Regions from separate parts of the Gossypium hirsutum genome. Here region 1 is linked to region 2. The links are chromatin contacts, called in public Hi-C maps. All regions are on one chromosome and are shown on one strand. Each heading gives the region's core, a stretch centred on a gene start, on an enhancer-like site or on the middle of the called end of the contact. The rest is flanking DNA. Distances are from core to core; before and after follow the strand shown.

The links. Hi-C and Micro-C count contacts between places; a contact is called where the count stands out from the background.
Region 1: a Hi-C map of leaf shows a contact between it and region 2, with 2.3 times the contacts expected there. The contact joins the promoter of LOC107901330 here to the enhancer-like site in region 2. A contact is called at or near these places in 7 of 34 Hi-C or Micro-C datasets (cotyledon, fibers, hypocotyl and 1 more).

Annotation. Positions count from the first base shown.
Region 1 is chrD06:8,112,637-8,115,393 of Gossypium_hirsutum_v2.1, reverse strand. It overlaps LOC107901330 (putative clathrin assembly protein At5g35200), which reads right to left and starts at 1,463. Exons shown (of 16, transcript XM_016827279.2): 1 at 1,302-1,463; 2 at 597-721; 3 at 445-514; 4 at 198-295. The coding sequence starts at 695.
Region 2 is chrD06:8,065,167-8,067,964 of Gossypium_hirsutum_v2.1, reverse strand. No RefSeq gene overlaps it. Among protein-coding and RNA genes, the nearest start is that of LOC107899997, 18 kb to the left of the region's middle. Within about 2 kb of position 1,519, at least 2 of the 9 cell types and tissues checked have an H3K27ac peak or open chromatin away from gene starts, as enhancers often do. A contact at or near this core is called in leaf, where this site is marked.

The DNA of each region.
Region 1 (2,757 bases), core at 214-2,713, 47 kb before region 2:
CAATACTGATGGTCGTAGATAACTTTAAATACTATTTAAAGCTTATAGAAAGCATTAATATACACGTTTGGTCGCACGCACACACACACATAACAGATATCTTAGTAGTTAATTAATACTTCCTCTCTAACGGTATAGCCAGAATTTTATTTTTGCAGTAACTCATGTTATAACTCATATTGGCAATATAAACATACCGCCCAATTATGTGTCCTTGATAACCGCCTTGCAAGAGCATGGATGCAATAGGCAACATCAGCCCGAGGCCTAGTAGCTGAAATGGCAGCGAAAATTGCTGCGCAAAGGGAAGAGAGCAAATCTTATATATATAAGTCATCTATAAAGTGCTCTTTCTATGAGCAGATCAAAACTTGAATTAAATAATGTCATCACCATCCACCTTAGAAAGGATAAAAAAATGCAAAACAAAAACCCAGTACACACCTCTAATGTTTTTCTCCCTTGCTGGGCGTTCATAATGATTTGTGGCCTTTACTATAGCAATATCCAATTCCTGCAAAATGCAAAAATCCATAATCAAAGGATCACCCATGGTTGAAATAACCATCTTGATGGTTATTGTTACTAAAATCCACCTTATAATCACTATTGACTTTAGCCAATGAAACGGTGGTGGTATCTTTGATGGCTCCGAGTGCTTTCCTCAAGCTATTTTGTGTGCCTCCGCCAGACATTCTATCTTCCTCTCAATCAAAAAATTCTAACCAAAAGATGTATATTTAAACAACATTACTCCCCTTCATAGAACATAAATTTTACTTGAACATGCAATAAAGTTCATCTTAGAACATCAAATATAAATATTACTTCCTAGATCATTAAAAACATAGACTTTATCCTCAACTCTTGACATTTGCAAAACACCAATTAAGATCTAATCATACCAATAAGCACAATTTGAGAAATTCCCATCACAAACAAAAGTATACACTCAAATATGGAAATTAAGAAATTCAAACAAATCCCCAGCAAAAGTTCACTTCTGATGCCATAAAAAGAACTATACCACACAATAAAAAAAAACAACCAAACAAAACGAAACCCAGAAAGCAAAAGAAGAAAAAAATACATCAAAACGAAAATGAAGCTGAAAAGCTTCAAAATTCAATCAAACGAAAAGTACCCACCTTTGACTTACTGCCAAAAAAAAAATCTAACCAAAGAAAAATGAAAAAGAAAAAGAGAGAAGACAATCGATCAACAAGTCTAGAGTTATCATAATCTAAAGCAGAATATATTGAAGAAAAAAAGAGATCAAGGAGCTTAATAAAAAGTTTTACCAGATGCTGAAACAGAGAGAAAAATTAGCGGGTGGAATTTTGGTCTTCTAGAGACAGCAAAGAAAAGTCGAACAAATAATGAGCTGAGTTTCTGCTGTATTTGGTTGGGTCGTCGGCGTCGCTATTTTTTTATTCTTTTTAATTTTCTTTTTAAATTTTGGAATTTGTTAATATTTAATTTTTTTTCTTTTTTTTTTCTAGATTTTTGGTTTTTTTTTCTATGATCTGTCAGAAAATACGGCATTGTAAGAAATTGTACTGCCGAATTGGTTAGTAAATATTATGCGGGGTTTTCTTACTCTACATTCGCTCCTATTACCATGTGCTGCGCCCACTTCCCAATTTTCTTTTCCTTGCGATTGCAAATGTGTTGGATTTAATTAATTTAAGGGTAAAAAATTAAAATAGTCATTTTTTTTACTTTATATTATATTTTAGTTATTTATATTTGAAATATTATGTTTTAGTTATTTATGTTAATATATTGTAACATTTTAGTAACTCAACCATTAATTGTGTTAATGGTGAATGATAAGCTGATATGATACGTTAAATTATCATTTCAAACAAAAAATTTAGATTAAATTATACAATTGGTCCCCATATTTTTTCGTTTGGAGCAATTTAATTTTTTTCTTTTATGTTCTTTTAACTTTCTTTTTTTCCTCCATTCTTTTCTGCTTCTCTCTCTATTTTCCTCCTTTCCCCGTCTTTTTTAACGTAGTTTTTCTATATTTTTCATTTGTTAAAACTTTTTTATGTTTATGAAAAAAGGAACGGCGAAAGCAAAAACCAAAATAAAACTTGCTTTGCATATTCTCACCCCATAATTACAAACCTTCATCGTTTATCATTGCTTTAACAAACCAATTTGAATTTCTCAATAACTAAGTCCATAAGCTCGCCTCATTCAAAAACCTCATCAATCGTAACTTATGACAGTCCACCTTTAATAAAGTTTCCCGAGCTCGTTCCCTTAAACTCCTAACCAGCCCCCCCGACCACTTTATCTATCTTACCTACAACATTCTCGTCCTCTCGGAACTACATTGCTTTACGGATTCTTCAAACAAGCTTTACACTCTCAATGACTAAAACAACAAAAACACAAAATGGACCTTCAACTTTACCCAAACCAATTTGGTTCCATGCTCTCTTTCTCTCTTTGGTTCATCCATGCTCGGCTTCAATCAAGCTTGCTTGGGAATATCCAAGAAAGTTTAGATCAATTTTATCATTTGCTTGATTTTATTCGTTAGAAAATAAAAGAAAAAGAAATGATTAATCTACGCGATTCTGTAAAAGTTTGGAAACAAAAAAAATTATTTTGAATATAAAGAATTCAATTTATGTTTAGATTTGATTAAGAATATGGTTTTTTATATCGATTAGTTAGATCCAATTTTAGTTTCAAAATTAGGTTTTATTTAAATTGAGATTTGATTAAGAATCATTG
Region 2 (2,798 bases), core at 270-2,769:
CGATTTAAGTTCAAATTTCAGCTCTTTTTTTAATAATAAAAAAAATGATCATTAAATATTTTATTTAACATTTGTTTAATTATTCATTTTTAATTGCTAACCAAACTTATATATCTTTCATTTAATTTATTATTCACTTTTATAAATATTGATTTGCATGTATTATTTGTGCCTTTATTTTCACCATTTATTTATTCGTTATTTTCAAATTTTGTCAAAATTTAGATTCGTTAATTAGTATTATGTTTATTGTTATGGTATTATTGTTATTGTCACATTATTACTTGCATTATTATTATTCATGTATATTAGCATTAAGATTTATTAGTATTAATGTTATATGATATATATTATGACATAATTATCTCGTATGTATGTTATACTATCGTTATTCATCGTATACGACCCTTTTTTGTTTTTAAACAAATTCTCCTTTAACACAATCACAGTTACACGAATATTATCTTTATATATTTCATTAGTTCTTACTCAAATTTAAAAGAGGAAAATTTTTACAAATAAGGCAATACTTTGCGTTTGGAAATTCGAGAAAACGTGCCCTAACGTGCTGGGTTTCGATTTCTCGTTTAGCCAAATAGCCAAATATCCTTTTAAAATTTCAAAGTATGGGTTTTGGAATCCATAAGGTGATCTTGGTTTTGAGGGTTTAAAGTTTCGTATCCTAATGTGCTGGGTATGATATTCTTTCGGAACAAGAGAATCCTAAATTTCAACCCATATTATTCGAAAATTTTTAGAATCGTATTTTTTTAAAAAAAACCCTTCAAAGTTTTCAATCTTCGACATTAAGACACTAATTAATCAATTAGGTACCAATTTTTAAGCGTTACGAGGGTGCTAATCCTTCCTCGTACGTAACCGACTCCCGAACCCGTCTTTTGAATTTCGTGGACCAAAATTGTTGTTTTAATAAGTCAAATTGTTTATTAAAATAACTACTTTACGAGGTGACCCGACCACGCCTCATAAAAAAATGATTGGTGGTAACTCCTGTGTTAGTTTCCGTTTTCAAAAATCCAAGTCGATCCGTTTTTACAAAAAAAATGGTGTCAACAATGTTCTTAAATGAGAATTATCTTTGATTTATCACTATTTTTAGCATTGATGTTTTGATAATAATTAATGTATTTTTAGAGTTGAGGATTAATGGTGTGCCAAAGGAAAATTGTATAGATACATTATTTGTTATAATATGAATTTTATTTTGTGACAAATTTAGATAATTATTTTTTATAGAAATTTATATAATTGCTCTTAATCAATCACTCGTAAACCTTATTTTGTGTAAAATTTTTGAATTCCACCGAAAAAGTAGAGAATTTTTTAAAATAATTATTATTAGGTGATGCGAGCGAAGCTGGAAACACGGATATATAGCAGATCCAACAGTTTTTTTTTTTGTTTGTTTTTTAGACAGACAAGTTACAACTTACAAGTAGGTGCCACGTGAAAAATTCTTGACTACATTTAAAACAAGTATAAAACAAAGGAATAAATAGAACCAGAAGATAGGGATACATCAATAGAGCTGGCAAATGGACGGGATCGGGACTTTGGATGGGGATTACTTTTAAATTGGATTTTTTTGGGTTTGGATTTGAAGCCCAAGCTTTGTCTTTTAGAAAAATTGCCATCATTCTTGAAAAAAAACATAATAACCAATTTAGTCCTTTTTCTTTTTTTAGCCAAATTTCGTTACTAATCTTTAAAAAGAGTCCAATAACTTTTTTTTAATAGAAATTCTAACTAAAATATTAATCTTTTAATGATGTTACCATGGCAACCTGCGTGATAATCCACGTATACTTCATGCTAACTTTACATTATTTGTCTTATATATCACTCCAACAAAAAATTCATAAAAATTCAAAAAAAAAGAGAGCATGAAGTGCACATGGATTGCCATGCAAGCCTTCATGTTTAGAAATTTAATATTTTAGTTAGCATTTTCATTAAAAAAATAGCAATTCAACTCTCTTTCAAAGGTTAATAGTCAAATTTAACTCTTTTTTAAAAAGATTGAGGGTCAAATTTAACTAAAAAAAATAGATATCAAATTTTACAAAAAAATTAGTAAAGACATCAATATGGGCCATTAAGTCATTATTCCTCAAATCTATTTTGTTAAGTTGCACCATTAGTTACTTAATTATTAGTAACTTTTCGTTTTTATCATTAAACAATGAAAAGTTGCAAAATAATCACCCAACGAACTAATGGAATGGCACATTAACTCATAGAGTTAAGCTAATTTGGTCCCTAAACTATTGCTAAAATATCAATTTAGTACTATTAAAAATTTTTAACAGTAAATCCCAATAAAATTCTAAAAAGAGTTTTCATAATTTAAATTTTAAAATTATAAAAATATATTTAAAAAATATATAATCATGTGAAAAAAAGACTTGTCATCTTCATAAGTACTACATGACAGGAAAAAAAAACTATTTGACCAATTAACTCAAAGATTGTCATCTTCATCAGTATTACAAGAAAGAAAAAAAAAAGAAAAAAAATAAATTTATGCTATATAGGCCTAATTTGATGGTCTTTATTTATTTCTAATGATTTTTAAAAAATTATTTTGTTTATTAATGAAATTCGTTTATCATAAATAAATTTATAGTAAAACAACAAATATATGTTTTTGCTAAATTAATAGTGCAAAGCCACGTTAAAAAAAAGGAGAAACAATGATCTCAATGCTTCAGATTGTTATTTGATATTTGCAAATTATTCTCATAATTTGTGAAGTAATCTGTAGTAGTTAATAGAAA